Linked DNA regions of Mus musculus: region 2 is linked to region 1. The links are chromatin contacts, called in public HiChIP or PLAC-seq maps. All regions are on one chromosome and are shown on one strand. The core of a region is the stretch at or near the end of the contact, and the rest is flanking DNA. Distances in the headings are between cores, read along the strand shown.

What was found. HiChIP or PLAC-seq counts read pairs in DNA pulled down with a chosen protein or histone mark.
Region 2: a contact with region 1 is called in a FOXA1 HiChIP or PLAC-seq map of pancreatic cancer cells. The contact joins two enhancer-like sites. A contact is called at or near these places in 1 of 39 promoter capture datasets (embryonic stem cells), 1 of 484 Hi-C or Micro-C datasets (the N1E-115 cell line) and 1 of 115 datasets of contacts at active chromatin or transcription factors (pancreatic cancer cells).

Annotation. Positions count from the first base shown.
Region 1 is chr9:56,550,354-56,553,851 of GRCm38.p6, reverse strand. No RefSeq gene overlaps it. Among named protein-coding and RNA genes, the nearest start is that of Gm31529, 28 kb to the left of the region's middle. Within about 2 kb of position 1,556, at least 150 of the 459 cell types and tissues checked have an H3K27ac peak or open chromatin away from gene starts, as enhancers often do. A contact at or near this core is called in the N1E-115 cell line and pancreatic cancer cells, where this site is marked.
Region 2 is chr9:56,871,652-56,875,149 of GRCm38.p6, reverse strand. All of the region lies in intron 1 of Cspg4 (chondroitin sulfate proteoglycan 4), which reads right to left. Among named protein-coding and RNA genes, the nearest start is that of Cspg4, 8.3 kb to the right of the region's middle. Within about 2 kb of position 1,844, at least 61 of the 459 cell types and tissues checked have an H3K27ac peak or open chromatin away from gene starts, as enhancers often do. A contact at or near this core is called in the N1E-115 cell line and pancreatic cancer cells, where this site is marked.

The DNA of each region.
Region 1 (3,498 bases), core at 307-2,806:
GAGAGCCAGGGCAGCGCCAAGCCGGCGAGCTGGCAGGCGTCGACTGCCATGTTGCAGCCCTTCTGTTTGTGTGGAGGACACGGCTATGAAATGTAAGTAAAACCCAAGGCTAATTTCCCCGGTCAGAAGGAGGAGGCGCTGCAGTGTGCTCAAACCCTAATTAAACCCGCTCGGGCGGTGGAACACCAAAATCAGTTCCAAGATCAATATTGCTATTCATTTAGAAGTGTAACAAGGTTAGAGAGGTGAGCAAAGGAAATAATTAACTCATTTGCAGCCTTTTTAAACAGAAACAGTCATTTTAATCTCCAGGGTAATTAGCTAGGCCCTGTCCATCAATCATGACGGCTGCCATTATTTTAAGTATTTTATTAATTAAGGAGGGAGGGGACTAAGGCACCCTTCAACCCCCCAACACTGTTTACTGAAGCTGGAAGGACCCTGAGCAGGAGCCGAAGAGCACTAGACAAAGGGTCAGCGAAGTCTGTGCTGAGAACGATGGCTGTCAGAGAAAGGCTACCATATGACAAAGTTGAGGTGACAGGTGCGGAGACCCCCCACCCCCACACCAAGGCTTGACTCTTGACAAACAACGATGCCCCATTCAGAGTCTGGAAGTGCTGGGGTGTGGGATCCCCAAGGTCTGCTTTGGTAACTGCTCCTAACTTTCTGGGTGACAACGACATGCCCCTGCCCCACCATATGCCCTATGATACTTTAGATGTATGTGGGATAGTCAGAAACCAAGGCTTCTAAGTGCCCAGGGGCCTCCAGCCACTGGAGGGCAGCAGAGCCCCAGGGACCCCAGAGCGAGGGCTGGACTGGCTCAGTCTGTACCAGACCCCATAGCTCCTGTGTTTGTCACTCACTGCTCAAGGTCCCATTGCTCAGTCCTGTGACTTGGACAGGAAGCTGAGTCAGATGGTCTCTGACCCTGCTAACAGCTTGGTTTTGGCTATTCAATAGGAGCCTGCCCTGGCCTGTCTCCCTCACATTCCAGATGGGGAAACAGACCCAGAGAGAGGAAGGGTGTTGTTATACTAGTCTTGTTTAGTATTTGTTAATAAACATGGACACAAAATTCCTGGCCTGAAGAAGACCTTCCGGGGGCCATCAGGAGAAACTTGTAACCAAACAGTAACCACTGGGCAGGATGAGAAAGCTGACAAACAGCTTAGGACAGAAGGTCAGCAGAGGCATACCCCAAGCAACCTGGACAGTCAAGGGAGGCTTCCTGGAGGAGGCACCTCTCAGATGAATCCTGGTGAAAGGCAGGGCAGTGCATCCCGCAGGAGAGGGAGAAGCAGTGCAGGGACCCGGGCAAGAGTATGAGGAGGCTGAGAGGGGTACAGGCAGATTGGACACCACAGGCCATTCAGGAGGCCCGAGTGGGAGAGAGTAGGGCAGGGCAGCAGGGTAGCTATGGGTGTCTGGAAAAGAAAGGAGCGAGGCAGGAAAGTGCTGGGTCTGGTGGCCACTGTCTTGCTATGTCCTGCTATGTCTCCCTGCTCCCAGCCTTGGGCTTACCCTGAAGTTGATGATGTCATTTTCTCCAAGAGCCTCTCCCTAAGCTGTCCTCTCTGCGACTCATCTGGGAGGCGAGAGAGTAGAGAAAGAAGGGACTGTGGAGACAGGAAGAGAAAAAAAAACCCAAAACAAAAAACTATGGCTGAAAGGGACAGCCAGGCATGTGAGGGCTGCCTGTCTTAATGCCCTGAGCCATACCAGCACCATCCTCATTAGATAGCCTCTTCTTGCATACCTCCTGGCCGGGGAACTCTCTTATCTCTGGAGTCAACCGCCTTCTCTCTAGTTGCTGACTCTGTGCCTGGGTGTGCAGAGAGCCCCACTTGCAAGTCTAGGACACCCCTCGTGCCTCCAGCACTAGTCTTCAGCTACCTTAGTTCCAAGTCAGCCAGGCAGGTAGAGTACTGACCGTGGTCATCAGTTGCTTAGCAAACTGGGAAGATCAGAGAGCTTCGCTGGTCACTAAGCTGGCACATGATCTTCTGGGAGAGTTCTGGGTCTGGGCACTGGCTCTGAGGTTGGGGGAAGGGAGGAAGAAAGCAGAGGTCCAGAAAGAGGGAGGAGGGAAGAGGATCAGGCTGAAACTCGGTTGCTAGGGGCAACAGCATTACATCCTGAGGAGGAACCAGATGCTGAGGAGGGCAGCAGATCCAAGCCCGGCAGGCTTGGGGGTGAAAGGGGGAGCACACAGCCAGGAACCCAGGAAGAGGGTGGGACACGCGTAGGGTGTGTGTGTTGTGGGGGGCGGTTGGTGTGGTAAAGGAGGGTTATGCTACATGGGGTATGTGTGTGGTGTGGTGTGGTGATAGGGAAAGAGTATGGTATATGGTGGGGGAGTGGTGTGGTGTGTGTGTGTGTGTGTGTGTGTGTGTGTGTGTGTATGGTATTTTGGGGGGTGTTGTTATGTGAGGGGTTGTGGGAGGGTAGTGCGTGGTATGTGTATGCATTCTCATGTGTGTCTAGCCAGGCAGTGGTAGTGCATGCCTTTAATCCCAGCACTTGGGAGGAGAGGCAGGCAGATTTCTGAGTTCGAGGCCAGCCTGGTCTACAGAGTGAGTTCCATGACAGCCAGGGCTATACAGAAAAATCTTGTCTCGAAAAACCAAAAAAGAAAAGAAAAAAAGAAAAAGAAAAAGAAGAAGTGTGTGTGTGTGTGTGTGTGTGTGTGTGTGTGTGTGTGTGTATGATGAGGAGGGAGGGGTATGGTATATGGGGTACATGTGTGGGGTGGTGGTAGGGAAGGGGTATGGCATTTTGTGCAGAGGGGTGGTATGGTATGGTGTGTGTGTGTGTATGATATTTGTGTGAGTGTTGTGGTGTGAGGGGTTGTGGGAGGGTGGTATGTAGTGTGTGTGTGTGTGTGTGTGTGTATGTTATGGTATAGGTATATGGTGTGTGTGTGTGTGTGTGTGTGTGTGTGTGTGTGTGTGTGTGTGACTTAGGGCAGGTATTTCCACAGCTGATCTCACTTTCAGGTCCACAATGCCTATGGGTCTTTAGAATTCAAGAGCTTTCTGAGGAGCTGGGGCTGAAGAATCATGCTTGACACAGCACAGGGCCATATGGGACTCCAGCCTGGGCCCCAGCAAGTCAGCTGTCCTACCTGCTAGGATCCAGGAAAGGACAGAGTTGTGAAGAGAGACTTAGGGGACACAAACCAAAGGCTAGTCCTCTGAGGGTTTGGTCATGCCCCTACCTTTCCCACTTCAGTCTCTGTTATCTATAGAACTATGCAAACAATCTTGTCTTTTATTACAACACTTAAGTCATATACAGGGAAGGGTCTCTTGTTAAGAGACTTTCCCCCCTGGTGGTTGCTACAAAGCAGAGAGGGACAGATGCTACCATCTTCCAGGTCTGCAAACCAAGGCTTAGAGACAGCTGGCTAAGTGGGGGAGGGGGAAGCAAGGAACTGAATACAGAGGTGTAAGACACACCTCGCTGCTGTCACCAGAAGCTGCCTCACCCAAG
Region 2 (3,498 bases), core at 595-3,094, 320 kb before region 1:
CTGCCTCTAAGTTCTCCCTTAAATTAATCTCCCTTCCCACTGTGTCGTCCCACAAGTCAGATCACCACTATCCTATGCCTGTCTTAGTTAACTTCCTGCCTTCCCCTACAAGGAGTAGCCACAGTTAAACCGATTTGCACAGCATCCTCCCTGGCCTGGAAGCTTTGGGTGGCTCTCCACCCCATGATCAGGCTCCAAACCCCAAGCATGATGTGGAAGGTCCTAGGTGACCTTGCTCCTATCCACAGCCTTCCCCCTCATCGACCCTGATCGTTCTAGGTCCCAGCCTTGCTGGACCTTGGGATTTTCTGCCCAAATCTAGGTGATACCTACACCTTGTTTTGGATCCAGCTCTTTTCGTCCCTCTCTCTGAGGACAGGTCTTATGCTCCCTCACCCTGTCTCATAGCCAAGGCACCTTCGTTTTATTTAGGGTGCAGATAATCAACTGTGGCTTGGGGACCTGTACCACCTCTCTGTGTTGACACTGTGAGTCTCAGGCATTAGACTGACCTTGTGTGATGGAGAGAGATGGGGAGGGGTGTGTAAAGGGCGTCCCCTAGCCGGTCCAGGTAGCACCTTGGAGACTGCCTCTTCTGTGTCGTCACCCCCACCCCCTTTCTAGCCCTGCTAACCATCTAAGGCGCCTGGCCACAGTGACTGAGGAGGAGTGGGAGCCTGCTCCAGCCAAGGGTTGCTTTTATGGCCATGGTCACCCAGTCTGATGCTTGTTTTTAAAGAAAATAGACTCTGAGCCCCTATTTATAGCTGGATGCATAACCACAGATGGAGAATGGGGTTTGAAGTTGTGCAGGCTTCTGCTCCAGCAGGACCCGAGGAGGGGCCATTCCCAGGCCCCCTCTCCACCCCCAAGCTCTAAGGAAGTGCCTGTGGGATCCTGACATTCCCTGAGACAGGATGCAGCCTATGCTTTGGGGTAGGGGACGGGGCCTGGGTGAGGAGGATGGAAAATTTCTCTCGGGATTATTGGTCCCTGGGGCCCAGACTCTCATGTTGGGATAGGTGGTTGTGGGTCTATTTTGTCTACCGAGAAGACAGACGAGGGCCTTGGGGGTGCCAGCTGCAGAGTGCATACTTCAGACTGTCACCCAAACTGGGTAAAGGATGACACAGAGAAAGAACAGGACCAGAGCTGGGAGAGGCAAAAATGAAGAGCCAGCAATGCAAGAAGGAGAGACAGAGGAGCCACAGATACAGAGAAAGGAAGACAGACAGCCAGGGACAGGGATGGTCGAGATGGAGAGACAGAGATGGGACAGAAAAGGGTCTGCGAGAGAGATGGGGAGGCTGCACCCATGGATCTGTAAGCAGAGTTAGGCAGGAGCAACAGAGGAAGCCAGAAGTGGGCAACCCTGCCAATAGTGAGTCTAAAGAGCACTCGGGGCAGAGTGTGGGGCCTGGGCTGGAACCAAATAGGCAAGGGCAATAATAGGCGTCTCTGTGACCTTCCCATTCACCCCTAGACACCGGGCTTGGAGATCCCTCTCATTCTGGCACTCCTGCAGTACAAGCTTAGCTCTGGTGGGGTGCAATAGAATGCTACAGGTGGGCTTGGAGACCCCTCTCATTCTGGCACTCCTGCAGTACAAGCTTAGCTCTGGTGGGGTGCAATGGAATGCTACAGGCAAGGCAGGGTCTTTGGGGTCAGCTCCCCTTTGGCTTACTAAGGGAGTGAGCTTCCTAGTCCTGAGAGCTTACAAGCTAAATCCACCTGCTGCTACTCACTATGCAGATGCTGCCACTGTTGTGCTTTTAGGAGCTATGGGCTGACTGTAGCCTGGGCATGTGTCACAAAGCCATAGCCACACTGGTGACTCAGACAGTTAAAAAAGGAGCAGTCCCAAGCAGTGACTCAACTGGCTCTGGAAGGGCTGGGTGGGTCTGGCTGGGATAAAATGGGGTGGTCTGAGTTTATTTTTGGCAGGGTGGAGCCAAGCTAGGGGGTAGAAGATCGGAACTGGGGGTGGGGGAAAACTCTCATCCTGGGAGAGCCCCAGGGTCTGGGGCCAACTTTGAAAAGTAGTTTCCCAATGCCCAGGAACACTGGCTAACCAATGCCCTTAAGCCCCGAGGAAGGTCTACTCCAGCCTACTGTACAACTCAGGACAAGCAGCTAGCTAGAAGCTGAGACCCTGTCCCATTCTTAAGAGCTTGGACTCAGAGTTTTAGAGATGATTTGGGAGATTAAAGTTTTCATGCAGAGGCACAGAGGGGGACAGATGTCTGTTGAAGGCCACACAGCATGGTCAGAAATCTCAACCTTGTCATGTAGTAAGCATGGATACAAGTTCCCTATCCGTTGATTGTTACTAAGTGGAGGGAGAAGCCACCATCTCAGCCCCTACCTACTTCTAGAAGGGCTCAGCTGGGTTACAGATGGGAGATCAGAAGCACATGAACCCCAGATGCCTGGAGACAGAAACAGCCAGAGGCAGGCACCTGGAGTTCATTAGAATATCCGGGGAGAAGGCTGGGCCCTTCCCAGAATGCTCTGGGGTGAAGGCAAAGGTGTCCACACAGAGAACTTAGGCTCTGGACAGTCCATCATCCCAAGGATGCCTCTAGAGTTACAAGGCCAAGCTTCTCACCCTGTAGCCATCTCTGGAAAGTCACCTCACATGTCCTCACTGAACTCACATGGACATCGCTGTCACCAGCATCCCCGAGACATCTTTCAACTTCACTCAGCCTGAATTTCTGCCCCTTGTGCTGCCACTACTGCTGATTACAGTGGTGACTGTGGGCCATAGTACTCTGGAGTACTTTATGTCAATGTCACTGGGCTCTGGTCAGAATTGGAGAGGGGACCAAGAGAAGTTGGAGTTGGCAGAGGACAAGAAAAAAACAGGTTTCTGGGTTCCCTTACTCATAAACCATACTGGGGGCCCATTTTTTCCTTCCCGGTCACTTGCTTTGGGGACAGAGTCTGCCTACCCTCTGGTTACTCACTTAGCATCCTCTGACTGGGTTTCAGCTGCATATCAGCTCATGTGCCTTGTGCAGGGCTGTCTGCTATTGGGTAGTGGGTTCTGGGTACCCAGGAGGGACTTTCTGCTCTGTCAGTGAGGTCCCAACAAGGTGAGACCTCAGCCCTCAAGTGGGACAGATGCAGAACCCTGCATCCACTTTGTAAAGGCTCCTGGGCTGGGGTTGTGGTGGGTGACTGAGAGCCCTTCCAGAGTCCTTGCCTTGGAACCTTTCCTAAACAGGATCACCCCCCACTGCTGAGCCACCCACCACAGAAAGACAGCAGGAACAGAACTACAGTAACCTCAGGCACAGAGACCTGGCAGAGATTTATTTCCAGGCCACGGTCTGGCTTCGTTGTCTTCAACTCATATGAGAGGTAGGGCTTATTCTTTCCTGTTGTATAAAGGGCTAACTGGAGGCTCAGAGTGGGCCAAGCCAAGGTCTTCGCACAAGGGCTGGGACCTAATCCCAAACTAACGCTCTAACACCATGTTTGTAATGGCTGTGT